Linked DNA regions of Gossypium raimondii: region 2 is linked to region 1. The links are chromatin contacts, called in public Hi-C maps. All regions are on one chromosome and are shown on one strand. Each heading gives the region's core, a stretch centred on a gene start, on an enhancer-like site or on the middle of the called end of the contact. The rest is flanking DNA. Distances are from core to core; before and after follow the strand shown. Region 1 holds the start of LOC105773782. Region 2 holds the start of LOC105773185 (ketol-acid reductoisomerase, chloroplastic).

What was found. Hi-C and Micro-C count contacts between places; a contact is called where the count stands out from the background.
Region 2: a Hi-C map of leaf shows a contact between it and region 1, with 2.0 times the contacts expected there. The contact joins the promoter of LOC105773185 here to the promoter of LOC105773782 in region 1. A contact is called at or near these places in 2 of 2 Hi-C or Micro-C datasets (both in leaf).

The regions. Positions count from the first base shown.
Region 1 is chr6:43,172,607-43,180,283 of ASM2569854v1, forward strand. It overlaps LOC105773782, which reads right to left and starts at 4,753. Exons shown (of 12, transcript XM_052632310.1): 1 at 4,448-4,753; 2 at 4,246-4,362; 3 at 3,857-3,989; 4 at 3,233-3,329; 5 at 2,956-2,999; 6 at 2,358-2,514; 7 at 2,056-2,124; 8 at 1,381-1,464; 9 at 1,086-1,187; 10 at 140-265. The coding sequence starts at 4,625. LOC105774422 (U-box domain-containing protein 7) reads right to left here. Exons shown (of 5, transcript XM_052632312.1): 2 at 6,162-7,677; 3 at 5,652-6,003; 4 at 5,352-5,494; 5 at 4,898-5,263.
Region 2 is chr6:43,311,050-43,318,726 of ASM2569854v1, forward strand. LOC105773185 (ketol-acid reductoisomerase, chloroplastic) reads left to right here and starts at 3,488. Exons shown (of 10, transcript XM_012594887.2): 1 at 3,488-3,841; 2 at 3,974-4,066; 3 at 4,289-4,354; 4 at 4,471-4,611; 5 at 4,885-5,112; 6 at 5,216-5,333; 7 at 5,438-5,577; 8 at 5,670-5,837; 9 at 5,969-6,124; 10 at 6,257-6,863. The coding sequence starts at 3,554. The coding sequence ends at 6,622.

The sequences.
Region 1 (7,677 bases), core at 3,503-6,002:
AAGATAGATAATTGAAAAAGCTCAAAGCTTATTTCAACAGAACTTATATATTTGTAGATTGCACTAATAAGATCAATAACGCAGTCATCATAACCTATGCAGAGTAAGTTATCAACTGTAACTAAATTTATTCACTCACAAGGTTTCTTAAACAATTATGAGAATTTCCATAAGTACGATTCAGAGCATCTGTAATAGCAGTAACAAAGGATGATGCAGAGAAGCCACTTGTCTCTCGATCATGAGAACCATTCAACAGAAGTACCTAATAGTGGAAGGAGCCAAATCAGATCAATATATCTATCCAAAGTGAACCAGAAAGCTTTGACTACACAGTGAAGCAGTATAATATAATACAAATTTGTCTAGGCAACGTCTTGCATTGAATAACATGTCTTTATGGCTTCATTAGGTTGATACCTTAGGACAGGACCTAGAAGAAATTATCTCCCCAATGCCGAGTAAGACCTACAGGTAAGTTATAAAGAATGACAAACGATATACTAACAGTTCAAAAAAAGGTCAAAAGATATTGATTTAGGTCAGAAATTTCTCAAGAAATAAAATAACTACAAAATGTTTGCTAATGAAACAGATAAAAGCAAAAGTTCAGATGAATATCTTCAATATTCTAACCTGTAACAAAACATTCAGTCAATGTGGCACCTGATATCCCATTGAAAAAGTTGTTTTCTTCCTTATTTGACATGCCAATAAAATTTAGACAGGAAAAGAGACATCTGCCCATTTAATGTTCCCACATGAAAATGTAATAAAAATGTTGCTAAAGGGCAACAAATCCCACTTGAATTTCCCCTAATGACAATAGCGTCATTCACTAATTGTTTCCATAATAACGGTGACAATGTTTAATAAAAGACAGAAGGCACCAACAAATTTATCAGTATCTTTAGCAGCAGCTGAATCATGTGGCAACTTTGAATCACATGTTTTGTTTTTGTACATTCAAGAACTTATGTAAGTTACAGTTGGATGTGTATGTCTTTGCATGTATAAAAGTCTATTGCATATTAAAAAGGTAAGTAGATGTCCTTGTTAGATATTAAATAATTGAAAAATGTTACCAATGATGGGCATAGGGAAGTGAAGAGAGACCCCATAGCATAAACTATACAGTCCACATTTGACAACTGATCCAGAACAGCTTGGTTTACAGTTGGAAAGACCTGGTCCAGTAGAATTTGAAATCATGTTTTGAGAAAAATAAATTTGCAAGTTTAACGGTGGATATTAAAATCTATGCAACGTAAAAGTTGGCAAAGTTATAGTAGGGACACGGGAAGGCCATGAATTGGTGGGGGGGGGACCTTATCTTATTCCATGTAAAAAGAAGCATAAACTAAAAGGTCTATCATTTACCTCATGCAGTGAATTTGTTCCCTCACTTGACATGTAGAATACCCTTTTTATTCTTGAAGGAAGAGCTGGAACTGATGATCTTCCCTATATGTAGAATTAGCAATTGATGAATCTGAAACTTAACCAAAAGCTCAGTAGAAAACTTACACATTAACCGTTTATTAATGGAACATTGGTTTCAGTTTGAAGGTGGTGCATGACCGCTTTCAAAGCATGAACTAACAAGTGTCAAAATTTACCATCATTAGCAGAAATTTTCCTCATTCAGAAACAACTAACGTTCATCTCAAGTAAAACTGAATTATGTAATCATAAATCCAGATCAGACAATATTTCTGGTTTCACTTCTCATGCCAGATACAGAACAGCATTAAGAACTCCAAACTTCCCTTAGTCCTCCCTCTCCACTCCATCCCACAAAGTCCAAAGCACACACAGTGATAAAACATGCTTTAGCCTCAAGGTCAACAGGTTTTCACTTTTCAACCATTATAACCCTAGCATCTTTGAGATTTAAAATCAAAGAGAATATAAGAAACAAGGCATTGCACTGATTGCCAGTCTTCTTATCATGTCTTATTTGTGAAAGTTAAATTTGGAATGCAACAGTTCATCCACACCATTATGACTTTATCATCATCACAGGCTTTTCATCATGAACTAAACTCGGCAAACCTTATCTACTGGTCCAATGATGTTGGTTGGATGGGAAATTTCATTCTGGCCTCGTATGATTGTCCCATCCTGCATATGACAAGTAAAAATATATTGGTTTTAATCCTTCAAATGGACAAATACTCTTTAACATGTCATCCCAATCAAGGATGCATTCTTAAGTTATTCAGTCATGGAGACCCATATCAAACCTAATTGGCCAATAATACCAGAATAAATCAGATAAGATCACATCTGGTCAATGAACTACCAACTACGGGTCCAGTGGGACTTAAATAATTTGCTAGATATGTCATATGTACCCATAATTCACATCCTAAAGTGAGCCTGTCATTGGTCGAAATGACTGGGAGGACCAAACTTTCTGCGGGAATATCTGAAACACGTGAAAACAAAAAAATTGCAGCATCTAAGGACTGAAAAAATATACGTGCTCCTGCAAAGAAAAAATTCCCAATGCTGCAATCCCCAAAAAAAAAAAATTGTCACTGAGATTGTAATAATGTCTACAAAATACTAGTTACATATATATATATATATATATATATATATATATGAGAACTAGTACTCTTGAAACGAATCAACATTACCATGCCCAGGAAGAGACAAATAACAGTAAAGAAATAAAGAATGAGCTAGCTTCTAGTGTAACAAAAGGAAAATACGGAACCAAATATAAAGTAGTACTTAAATGTTAATCAAATTCAAAACCTAAAATGAAGACGAGAGTCATAGAAATGACATTCTATACCAGTTACCATGATCAGACTTAATAATAACAAATGCTTCGCAGTGCATGAATACTTCACAGTGCATGGAAATTCCAGAAGGAGCAACTAGTCTTTCAATGAACTGAAAACAGAAACCTTGCTAAAGCATAAGTATAACAAAACAAAGTACCTTCCATTACTGAAACAGAACGATTCATTAGGCCTTCTCAGAATCTGTATTCAAGGATATCATATATTAATTTCCATTCCAACCATTGTGTGATAAAAATTGGATTAGGAGCATATTACAGGACACATAAAATGTGATTATCAGTTAAGTACTATTTGATAGAGAAATGTCCCTTGTATCTGGCAAAGACAGCAAAAAAAGCATTTCTGTTTGATAGAAGGAAGAATAGAAAAAATGGTATGAAATCAGATATTGACAATATACAACATAACCCAACCTCATTCTGAAAGTAAGCCAGAAATGCTCGAATAGTTTCCCTGTATGGTTTTGATACACCTTCCCATAGTGAATGTTCTCCTTCCAAAATTTTATACCTGTCAAATTCTCAACTCAGCACACTGTTACTTAATACTCCCACCATATTTACCACCTAGAAAGTAAATGGAAAATTTCAGAAAGCAAACATCCAAAACAATAGGAGTTAAGAGTGGATAATTGACAGTTAATTCTAACACTGAGTAACCTATATATTTGTAAGTAATAAGAAATCCGGATAAGATAAATCTAGAAACAGAATTGTCAATTTTGTACTGAAATTTCCATATGTAGGTTTAGAATGAAGTTTAAAAGTAATGTTCTATTGGAATCATCCTGTGACTCTTAAGCAGCTTTGCATGCAAGTGCCTCTTTATAAGTGCATTTATTTATGTATGGATGCCCGTGTACAAGAGTAGAAAAAAAAAATCAACAAAATGGAGTTGAAAATAGCATGAACGAAAAAGAATTGCAGCAATCAAGTAACCAAAACTAGCTGAACAAGAGAGAAAAGACCATCTAAATGACTTAATCAAATGTGCTGAAATGAAAGTGTTACAGTAAAATTATCAGGGGAAAACACTACCATTCCGACTTGGCTTGCTGTGGATTTATAGGCAAACGATGACCAAGCAATCTTCGGACAGCCAGAGCCTCGGAAGTGCTTTCATCAGCCAATCTCAAACATCTTGACCTTATGTCCCCAACAGCAGGACCACCTAAATATTATCAACTCAGCGACATTATTTTATCTCACATCAAAGGAAATTTCCAAATCATTATAAGAACCAAGACACAATCTAATAAAAATAAAGGCCATCTGATTAAACAATTCAAGTGCAGGCAAAATTCTTTCGTTTATTTCAAGACTTAACTTCAACAACTAAAGTTTCCTATGTCAACTGAGAGTTGTCTTCTCATAATTGATAAACTAATGATATAAGATTTCGCGTTAGAAATGCGTAAAATATTTACCGAGAACTCGAACAATCTCGGCAGTACTTCCTCCATCATCAGAAACAGGAAGAACATGGGCAACGCGAACTGTTAACTTCTTAAGCTCTTCTACAACGCCATTAAATGCCGTCCCACCTAGAACCACCATAAACGAATCCACGTTAGGACTTTTTAATCAAATTTGAAATATTTATCAATCAAAGCGAGGAGAAAAGAGTACCTGAGAAAACGAGTAAGGAGGGCTGGGAAGGTCGAGGGTTAGAGGAGCAATGAAAGTGGGCAGCCATGGATTTAGATGGAAAATGGAGGGGTAATTTTGGGGTTTTGAGAAAAAAAGGAGGCAGAGGGGGAGAGGGTTTAGAGTAAAAGCCTCCTATCAAACTGTAAGTGTCCGCCATATTCCCGCTATTTCCAATATTTTCCCTTTTCTGTAAATAACTTTTCACCTTTTATATTTTATTTTATTTCCTATTTTTTGTGAACAAAAAGGAGTATAAAACTTATACTTTATTTTATTTCCTATCAAACTTATATTTTATTTTATTTCCTATTTTTTGTGAACAAAAATTATATATTTTTTATTATATAATCCTTCGAGCTTTTGCGGACCGTTCATGGAATTTGGTGGATACGCGATTAGAACAGGAGACAACCAATGAGTTTTTGCACGTTAATTAATGCTTTGTTTGTAATTAAAAGATGAAATTAATACTAACGTTATATGATTAATACAAGGAAACACTGCAATTTAGACAACAACTCTCCATCAAATCATGCCTACTAGACTGCCTAGTTCTCTCCATTTTTTCAAACCATGTAAATGTCCCGTCTTATTCTAAAATCCATTTTAACTTTATTTAAATAATCTCCCAATCCGATTCGGAAAATCCCATTTCTTGTCACTCAGATTTGTTGCTTTCACTGGATTGCTCAACACTGTTTCGATGCTGCTCATCATCAGGCTTCCATAACCTTGACTTCAAAGAAAAAGCCTCCTGAAACTTCTCCTGTCCCACAAAACAACAACTAAGCATTCCTGAAAGAGGTTGTTCATGTCAAGCTAAACATCCGTGAGGCGCCTGAATTTTTACCAAAATATACGATGGAGGGTGAGAGTATCCTACCTTGAATGATCGGCGTTCTTGTAATTCATTAGAAAGAGAATGAAGCTCACTGCTGTCCACCACAATCCAGCTTTCTTCAAGCTTCACCTTATTAAGCGATGGAACAGGAGCTGGAACAGTTTCTAGTTCCAATTTCGGAACAGCTGCAACAAAATCATTTAATCTCATTACTTTAACTAATCCTTTGATTCCACAACCGAATGCAACTGGTTATTTTAATCTAATGCGGAGACCATTTTAGAAAGACAAAAAAAAAAAAAGGATAGATGGATATATCATACCAACAGAATGAATACCTACCCTATGATTCTAATAAGGCGTCATCTAGAGTAGAATCAGTGTCATGAGCTTCATTCTTCCATGCTTGAGCCAAGCCACGCTCATTCTCTGTGCTTTGCCCTGAAGATGAACCTAAATGTATATTTTTAATATATTTGACATGGATCAGTTCTTTCTGAATGCAATCTTTATTAACATTTATGTTTGAATCTTTATTGGTTGTGACAGCAGCATTTTGCAATAGAGACAAGTTAAGTTCTTCCTTCGAATTGGTAGGAGATGAAGGGAGCACTTCTTGCATTAGTTCTGTACAGAATTGCCTAACATTAGCTCCCACAGTCTGCAACTGGTCTTCAACGTATTGGAATGTTTCCTAACATCAAAATTATGAGATATTAGAAGCATTGGAAAATTTCATTAAGATACAGAAAATAAAGGTGCCAATACCGAACTTCATTTACGCATATAGAAGCAGTAAAAGTGTTCATATTCTAGCTTTACAAGAGCAAAAGAATGAATGGTAAACAATACCTGGCAGACCATATCATCCATCTCCAAGCACAAAGCTTCAAACCTCTGATAAATGTTACCAACCCAAACTATGCCTTTAAATTTGCTATCCATATTGAATTGAAACATGGATGACTTAGTTCACTTTTCAGACACAGAAACAGGTTTAATCCACTAGGGTGTTACATTAACTGCAGAATACCCTGGTTCAAGACTTACGTTAGTGAAACTCGACATCCAAGAACAAACAAGGAACGACTAGACCAAACTTAATTTCCCAGAAACATGCTACAACATCATATTTCCAGCAATGCTTGTGATCATAGTTCAAGTCCACGAAAGCAAATAAAATTTCAGCAAAAACAGGCTGAAATCACAAAAGCAAAAAATGAACATGTAGACAAGTCCCCAAAGTTGTGGTGTAGCAGTCAAAAGCATTGAAGTTTTTGCTTCGAGTTGCAACATCTAGAACTGAATGGAACCAATGGTCGTAGAGCTTCGAAAATTTTACAGGCAGTGAATTCTATTTTATTCCCAGTTTAAGTATCTCAAGTAGGTAAAAGTCTAACAGACAGTCAAATACAGAGGGACTGCTTCAGAGATTTTAAGAACTCAAGAGGAAGAGTGAACCCAACTGTTCAAAGTTGTAAGCATCAATCTAGATTTGACCATCACAACTTCAAAATTTAACCCCAGAATATAATGAGACAAGCAATAAACAAGCTGAGACTGTCCATGTCCAAATCCAAGAGAAATAAGTCTTCTTCACAACCAGAACAGAGAACATATATAGAAATATATATATATATACATATATATATAACAAACTTAAGCCAAAGAAAAAGAATTTCATAATCTGAAATAAGAAAAATGTATAAAAGAATCATATAATCATTATGCAGAAGCAGAAAATTTAAAAGAAAAGGAAAACCCAGATGATCAACAAGCAAAATACCTTTTATCAGTAAACTGTTAGATTATTAGATGATTAAAAGCAAAACAAAGTTTAGATGATCAATGTAAACAACCTCTGAGACTTCTTACTAAATTATAAACTAAAACTTGACATGAACTTCAAAAGAAAACTAAACTATGAAAGAGAAAAAAGAATAAAAATTCTACTTTTTTTAACAGACTTACAGACTTCTCTTAAGCGTCGAAAGCTACGAAAAAATCGAAGAAGGAAAGATTCTGATTAAACCCTTGTTCAGTTAGTCCAAACCCCGAACTCGTGAAGAACAGAAATAATGTACCAAAAAGAATACAGCAGAAATAGGTAAAATTTTGTGAGAGGTCGCTATATATGTATTTCTTTAGGATTTAGCCCCTCTATAATGATCTGATTATTTATAATTTATTTTCTTTAGGAATTATCCTCTTGTTGATCGGATTATTCATCTTGTGCAGATTTTTTAGTGTCTGCTAAACAACAATTTTAGCGATAAAAATTATGAAGATAAGTTTCCGGAAAATAAAAAATGATTTTTTTCAACTTATTTGTACATATATTAAAAAAGAGATACCTCAATAACTTTTA
Region 2 (7,677 bases), core at 2,238-4,737, 140 kb after region 1:
ATACCTTCAAAGATCCTGACACTTCTAACAATTAGGACTCCCATACACGGAAGAAATTAAAATTGGTTTTGAGGACGCTAGAGGCCAAACTCAAGTGAGAATAAACTGAAGGTGATTATGAACCATTTCAACTCGGATTGAATCTTTCCACCCTAGCCAAATACCTCTAGAATATCCAACCGCCTCCACACGGTGTGATTACTGAAAACCTAATCTAGTGATAATAGTGTCTGCTTTGGTACCACTCACTCTTGGCTCAAGCAAACCAATAATATCTGGCTTATATTCCATATTATATTCATGAAAAAATCGAGGGAATTTAATGTTAGCACAACCCTAGCAATTCCAAGAAAAATCTTAAATTCATAAATAAATAAATAAGAAAAAGGAAAAAACATATTTTTACTCTCATGAGACAATTAACCCTTCCACAATCAAATATGTTACTTCTAGAGCAACCTCCGCTACTTCATTAGAGACTTGGATCGATAGAAGTTTCACAACCGCCTCCATAAATTCTGCTAAGGGTACTCAAGTATTCCCGGAAGATTTGAACTGACCCCCACGACCCCGTAGAGCATTGAACGATTTCTGACCACCACACCCACCACACCCTTTCGATACCACTAGTCGAACCCGAGTTATTAGCCCTCACTGCGAAATCCACCGTAAGAAGCGTTCTATTCATCACTCCCCTCTAAAAAAATTAATTTCAAAAAACCCTAGAAAATAGATATAAACTATTTTGTTGCAACATTTTATCATATAATGTTAATTGATCTTTAATTACCATATAATGTTAATTGTTTCCTTCTTTACTTCAATATTCTAATTTAGTTTATATACTAATTTTTTTATTTCGTGTAATGTACATGTTAAATTATATTTATCAATTTTAATATATTATACTTATTTATTATAAAATTTGTAATGTTTTAGTAATATCATATTTTGTAATATTTAAATTTTAATAGTTTATATTATTATAATATAAATTAAGAAAAAATTTAATATTTAAAATAAACTTAAATTAAATCCTAACACTTATTAAAATAATAAAAAAATTAGAAATTTAAAAAGAACTTTTGATCTCTAGTGGCAGCCTTCATTTATCGACACCCATCAATTATAATATTAAAATATTAATTGAGACACACTATTAGTCATAATATTTACCATAATTAAATTAGGGTAAAATATTAAAATAGTCACTTTTGTTTCTCTTAGGTTACGTTTTAGTCACTTATGTTTGAAATGTTACGTTTTAGTCACTTACATTAACATATTGTAACATTTTAGTCACTGAGCCGTAAATTTTCATTAGCGGTGTAACGATAAGCTGATGTGACACGTTAAATCATCATTTCAAACAAAAAATTTAGGTTAAATTATACAATTGGTCACCATATTTTTTTCGTTTTGAGCAGTTTTTTTTCTTTTATGTTCTTTCAACTTTCCCTTTTTTTTCTTCATTTTCCTTTCTTTTATGCTTCTCCATCTATTTTCCTCTCTTCTCCATCTCTTTTAACGTAAAAGAAAAAAAATTAAATTGCTCAAAACGAAAAAAAATATGGGGACCAATTGTATAATTTAACCTAAAATTTTTGTTTGAAATGATGATTTAACGTGCCACATCAGCTTACCGTTACATTGTTAATGGCAATTAATGGCTCAGTGCCTAAAATGTTACAACACGTTAACATAAGTGACTAAAACGTAACATTTGAAACATAAGTGACTAAAATGTAACCTGAGGGAAACAAAAGTGACTATTTAAGTAGTTTACTCCATAATTTATACAAGTCATTGAGAAGATGCACAATAATTAATTTGCATATTTATCATAATATATATATTTACCATAATCAGTTAATATAATCACAAATAGTTAATACATTTATCATAACTAATGCAAATTCACTATAATTAGTTATTATATTTATTTTAATTAATTTTCATAATATAAATTCACCATAATTAGTTAATATATAATTATCATAATTAATTAATATAGGCTAATAATATCTTGGCATTATTAGTAAAAGTTGCCATCATGTGTAACTGTCATATGTGAATTTTGATTTGATAAGTCACCAAATTAATTTAAGCAACTAGCATTTCTAATTTCAAAGCTAACTGCAATTAGTAAAAGACCTAAACTGAAATTTCTTCATTAAATCTTGTATCAGGTAGTACTAACCACAACAAAAAGGTTTTCTCAAATCTATAATCTATAATAACAACCACACAAACACTGAAAAAAAAAGGAATACAACTTCAATTCCGAATCAAATTCACACCAAATTAAAACAACAAAAAGAATCAAAGAAGAATTAAAACAGATTAAGTGAGCCTTTTGAAGTGAACGACGCCTAATTTAAGTCAAAATCCAAATCTAAACCAAGTTAAAAAGAACAAAAAAAAAAAGAAGAGTAAAACGAGTTAAGGTTATCACCTTGGCTGTCTCGGAGCGATTCAAATCAAAATTCTAGGGTTTAATTTTCAGTGAAACGGAAAAGATGGATGCAGATGGGGAGGGCGACTCCAAGTATATATGCCAACTGGTGGTGCAGTGCAGATTTTGACAACGAAAGGCGAAGATGAGGAAAATCAAAGATGAACGCCAGCGTCTGGTGTTGAGAATCATTGTTGGATGATGGCAAGCAGAAGATCGGGGTGTTAAGAATAGGGGAAGGGGAAGGGGAAGGGAAGATCGGGGTGTTGAGAGTTCTTGCCTGTTTTTTTCCTGAAAATGCTTACCGAAATAAAAACGGTAAGACATTTTCCTAAATTAAAGGCCTCATCTCCCGTGTTTTGTAATTCATTTTATGTTAGGAAATTATTTTCAGCCAAAGAAACACTGGAAAAGGTTGAAAAGCTTTTCCGGAAAATATTTTCATGCCAAGCAAACGGAGCCTTAGTTCATTGTAAATTTGTACTTTATATTAGCTTGGTTCTATTCTATAATTGTTCGCACATGTATTTCTAATTGTACTATAATTATATTGTTTTTTGTGAACTTAAAAAACTATTTTTCAAATAAATAAGTTAATATACATTAGATAATTATTTAATATACCGCTTAACGATTTTTTTGTCTCCATAAATAAATTAAGGGTGTGAAAATGCCAGATTTATTTATATATTTAAAGCATTTAGCACCTTGATTGTGTACTTTTTTAATTCATAAATAAAATTAAAAATTGTAATATGTCTCATTTTATTTATTTAATATTTTGTTATACCTTATAAAACATTTATCATTTTTATTTATTTATCAAGTTTAAAAATATTGTATCAAATATTTTTCTATATTTAATATTTTTATCATATAAAATACTTGTCATATTTGTAACAAATAGTGCAGAAACAATTTTCCATTTAAATTAAAATGAAAAAGAAAAAAAACACCAACCCATATTATGCACTTCGAAAAAAACAAAAACCTCACCAACCATTTCACCCCCTTATAAAAAAGCCAAAGTTGGTGCTTAGCACATAAACCTAAGTCCTGTTCGAAACCGTCTCTCACACCAGCTTTCGTCTTTCAGCAATGGCCGCCACCACTACAACCACTTCCTTTAAAGCCGCACTCCTTTCTACACCGTCGATATCTTCATCGACCAAATCAACCGTCCTCAAACCACGCTTTACATCATCATCGTCCTCACGGTATTCGCCGATTCCAAAATCACTGATAGCTCATCATGTCTCTACAAAGACCAACGCCATCGTCGCCAAGATGGGGACAGTCCCTTCGCCAGTTTCTGAGACGACATCGCTTGACTTCCATACCTCCGTTTTCCAGAAAGAAAAGATCTCTCTTGCTGGTCACGAAGAGGTTAACTGACCCCCTAATTAAGTCATTTCATTTCTTCTTCTCCTTCTTCTTCTTCTTCTTCTTTTGCATTTGCTTTTCAGTTCCGTTTGCTGATTAATTTCATATATATTGATTGATTTGGGTATTTGGCAGTACATTGTGAGAGGAGGACAGCATTTATTCCCTTTATTGGATGATGCTTTTGAGGGAATCAAACAGATTGGTGTTATTGGTTGGGGTTCTCAGGTTATTAATTTACAACATTTCTCCTTTTCTTTTTCCCTGTAAATAAAAGCAAAAGGGAAACCTTTTTCCCCACCATTTCATAATTATGAAGATCAAAAGCATGCTTTTCAGTTTTCATTGACCACGAAAGTCTTTCAAGTTTTTATTTTGCAAATGTTCATTAATCGTATATCCGAATATTACATTCCCTTAACTAAAATGTGGTTTAAAATATGGTTTTAGGGGCCAGCTCAAGCACAGAATCTGAGGGATTCTCTTGCAGAGGCAAAATCTGATGTTGTTGTGAAGGCAAGCTCGAATTCTCTTGTCCTTGTTTACGAAGAAGAAAGAAAATCGTACTCACTGTATTCTATTTTGCATTCATTGATTTGACTAAATGTACTGTTACTTGATGATGATTACAGATTGGGTTGAGGAAAGGCTCTCGCTCCTTTGCTGAAGCCCGTGCTGCAGGATTTACTGAAGAGAACGGAACTCTGGGGGACATATGGGAAACTGTTGCTGGAAGTGATCTCGTGTTATTGTTGATCTCTGATTCTGCACAGGTTGCTAAGCTCCTCATGTTTTCTATTTCTGCGTTTTAAAAGATTGGCTATTGGTTATGGTTAGCATTGGCTGATTGTATAAGCTGCATGCCCATAGCAGACATCTTTCTGATGCCAACCAATATATGACTCACATGAAAAATGTTTCCAAGTCTATTAGACTGATTTGTGATGGCTTGTAATGCTTAAGACTTAATGCACTATGGTTCATAAGCTCTCTGCACTTTTTGGTTTGTTCTTATGAAGCTTTATTTTCTGAATTATGTTATCTAGGCGGATAATTATGAAAAGGTCTTCTCCCACATGAAGCCAAATAGCATCCTTGGGCTTTCCCATGGATTTCTTCTTGGCCATTTACAATCGTTGGGGCTTGATTTTCCTAAGAACATCAGTGTAATTGCTGTCTGCCCGAAGGGAATGGGACCTTCTGTGAGGAGGCTTTATGTTCAGGGAAAAGAGATAAATGGCGCTGGAATTAATGCTAGTTTTGCTGTCCATCAGGTTGATTATCTCATGATCATATATTCAACTTAGTCTGAATGAATGTCAAAACTAAACCTTTTCAAAAAAGCATGCTTAAATGACAATGTCTAATTTGGAGCAGGATGTTGATGGTAGAGCTACAGATGTGGCCTTGGGATGGTCGGTTGCCCTTGGTTCTCCTTTTACATTCGCCACCACATTAGAGCAGGAATACAAAAGTGACATTTTTGGGGAGAGAGGTGAGCTGAGTTGTTTGTGTTATTTTGTCAACCATGCTTGCTTTTCATCTTTTGTTTAAAAAAAATTAATGCCTAAAGCGTGTTGTTGTTTCTTCTTTCTGCAGGCATCTTGCTAGGTGCTGTTCATGGGGTTGTTGAATGCTTGTTTAGAAGGTATGTGGAGGATGGAATGAGTGAAGAATTGGCTTACAAAAACACTGTTGAGTGCATAACAGGAATTGTGTCAAAGACCATTTCAACAAAGGTGATCCATGTTGCTTGCTATGCTCTCTCCTCCCTTTGGAATTCTTACTTACGGATCCCTGTTGTGGCCAATTTCTGTGTTTGTTTCCATAGGGTATGCTAGCTGTATACAACTCATTGTCCGAGGAAGGCAAAAAGCGATTTGAGGCCGCTTACAGTGCCTCATATTATCCTTGCATGGAAATCCTATATGAGTGTTACGAAGATGTTGCAAGTGGAAGCGAGATTTGCAGTGTTGTTTTGGCTGGGCGTCGGTTTTATGTATGTTTATGACACTCTGTTTTTGTCAGTTTGCTTGTTATAGATCCTTATTCCATGAATCATTCATTGCTTAAAGTTGGTTCTCAGCGAAGAAAAATCTTGCTTGATGGCTGACTAAGAATTGTTTACAGGAAAAGGAGGGTCTACCTGCCTTCCCTATGGGTAAAATTGATCAGACACGGATGTGGAAAGTTGGTGAGCGTGTCCGAGCAACTAGAGCGAAAGATGATTTAGGTCCACTGTGCCCTTTCACTTCTGGGGTTTTTGTGGCGCTAATGATGGCACAGGTAATCAAATTCATTTTAAATTTTGGACAATAATAATTAAATGTACTACTGGGCTTTGTGGCAAATTAAATCACTTGAAGAATTTTGCTTTGTTTTCCTTCTCTTCTTATCATTCGTAACATTTAAAATCAGATCGAGGTCTTGAGAAAGAAGGGCCACTCGTACTCAGAAATCATCAATGAGAGTTTGATTGAAGCTGTTGATTCCTTGAACCCCTTCATGCATGCTCGAGGAGTTTCTTTCATGGTTGATAACTGTTCCACAACCGCACGATTGGGATCAAGAAAATGGGCTCCACGTTTTGATTACAACCTTACTCAACAAGCATTCGTAGCAGTGGATTCAGGTGCTCCCATCAACCAGGACCTGATAAGCAACTTCTTATCTGATCCTGTTCATGAAGCTATCGAAGTCTGTGCAAAGCTAAGACCTACTGTTGATATATCAGTGCCCCCAGATGCAGATTTTGTTCGTCCTGAATTGCGCCAGTCTAGTTAGACTGGAAGAGAATATTTTCTCATGGACGAGGCTGTTTTGCAGTAAATCTTATTTTAGTTTTGCTACATGTGAAGAGGAGGATAAGTTTTTATGGCTGTCTTAGTTTGTGTTTGGTTTAAGAGGAGGATAAGTTTCTATGACCTGTTAGTTTATGTTTGGTTTAAAAGAATTATGTAAGGTGAACTTAAGATTCATGAGTTGCTTATCTGCAAATGGTATGCTTGGCCTAGCCTGTTCAGTATTTGATTAATTTTATGAATTTGGTGGCTCAGTAAAACTTAATGCCAAAATGCGGTATTGGCAGCCTTTGTGCGTAGGTTTAGCAATACTCTGAATAAAAGAAAATCATGCTTGTTTGATATGGTGGCGACCTTGACAGATTGAGAGAGTAGGAAAAGAAGAGAAAAATAGCAAAAATTTCATTCCATAACAGGCCTAAACGATTCCCTACTGCATACAATGTTTTTAGGTTCAGAGAATCGTAGCCCTCGATAATAAAACGCAGCAGATTACAAACCTTAAAACGCAGCGTATATAAAACTTGTTCTATATGCACCGTATGACTAAAGCTTAAAACATAAAACGCAGCATATAACCAACGTTAATAACAGAATTATATACAATCCATGACAATTACTCCCGGGGTCGAACAAATCCTTGTCCTCAAGGATCAAATGAGTTGGCCAAGCTAGGACATTCTCTACCTTTGATTAGTTCATAGATACAGTACCACGAGATGACATAGCCTAAGTATTCAATCTTGGAGGAAGCAAACTAACACTTGCTGAGCTTAGCAAACAAATGATGGCTTCTCAAAAGTTAAAACACTTTCTTAAGTTGTAACAGATGGTCTGACCAGGATTGATAATACACTAAGATTTCATCAAAGAAAACCAGCACAAGCTTCCATAAAAGTGGCTTGAATACTGAATTCATCAGTGCCTGGTAACTTGATGGAGCATTTGTGATACGGTGTTGCGCGCGGACCAAGATCGAGTTGCCAAGTCACGAGAAACTCCTACGAAAGCTCTAAACAATCAGATCTGAAACAAAAC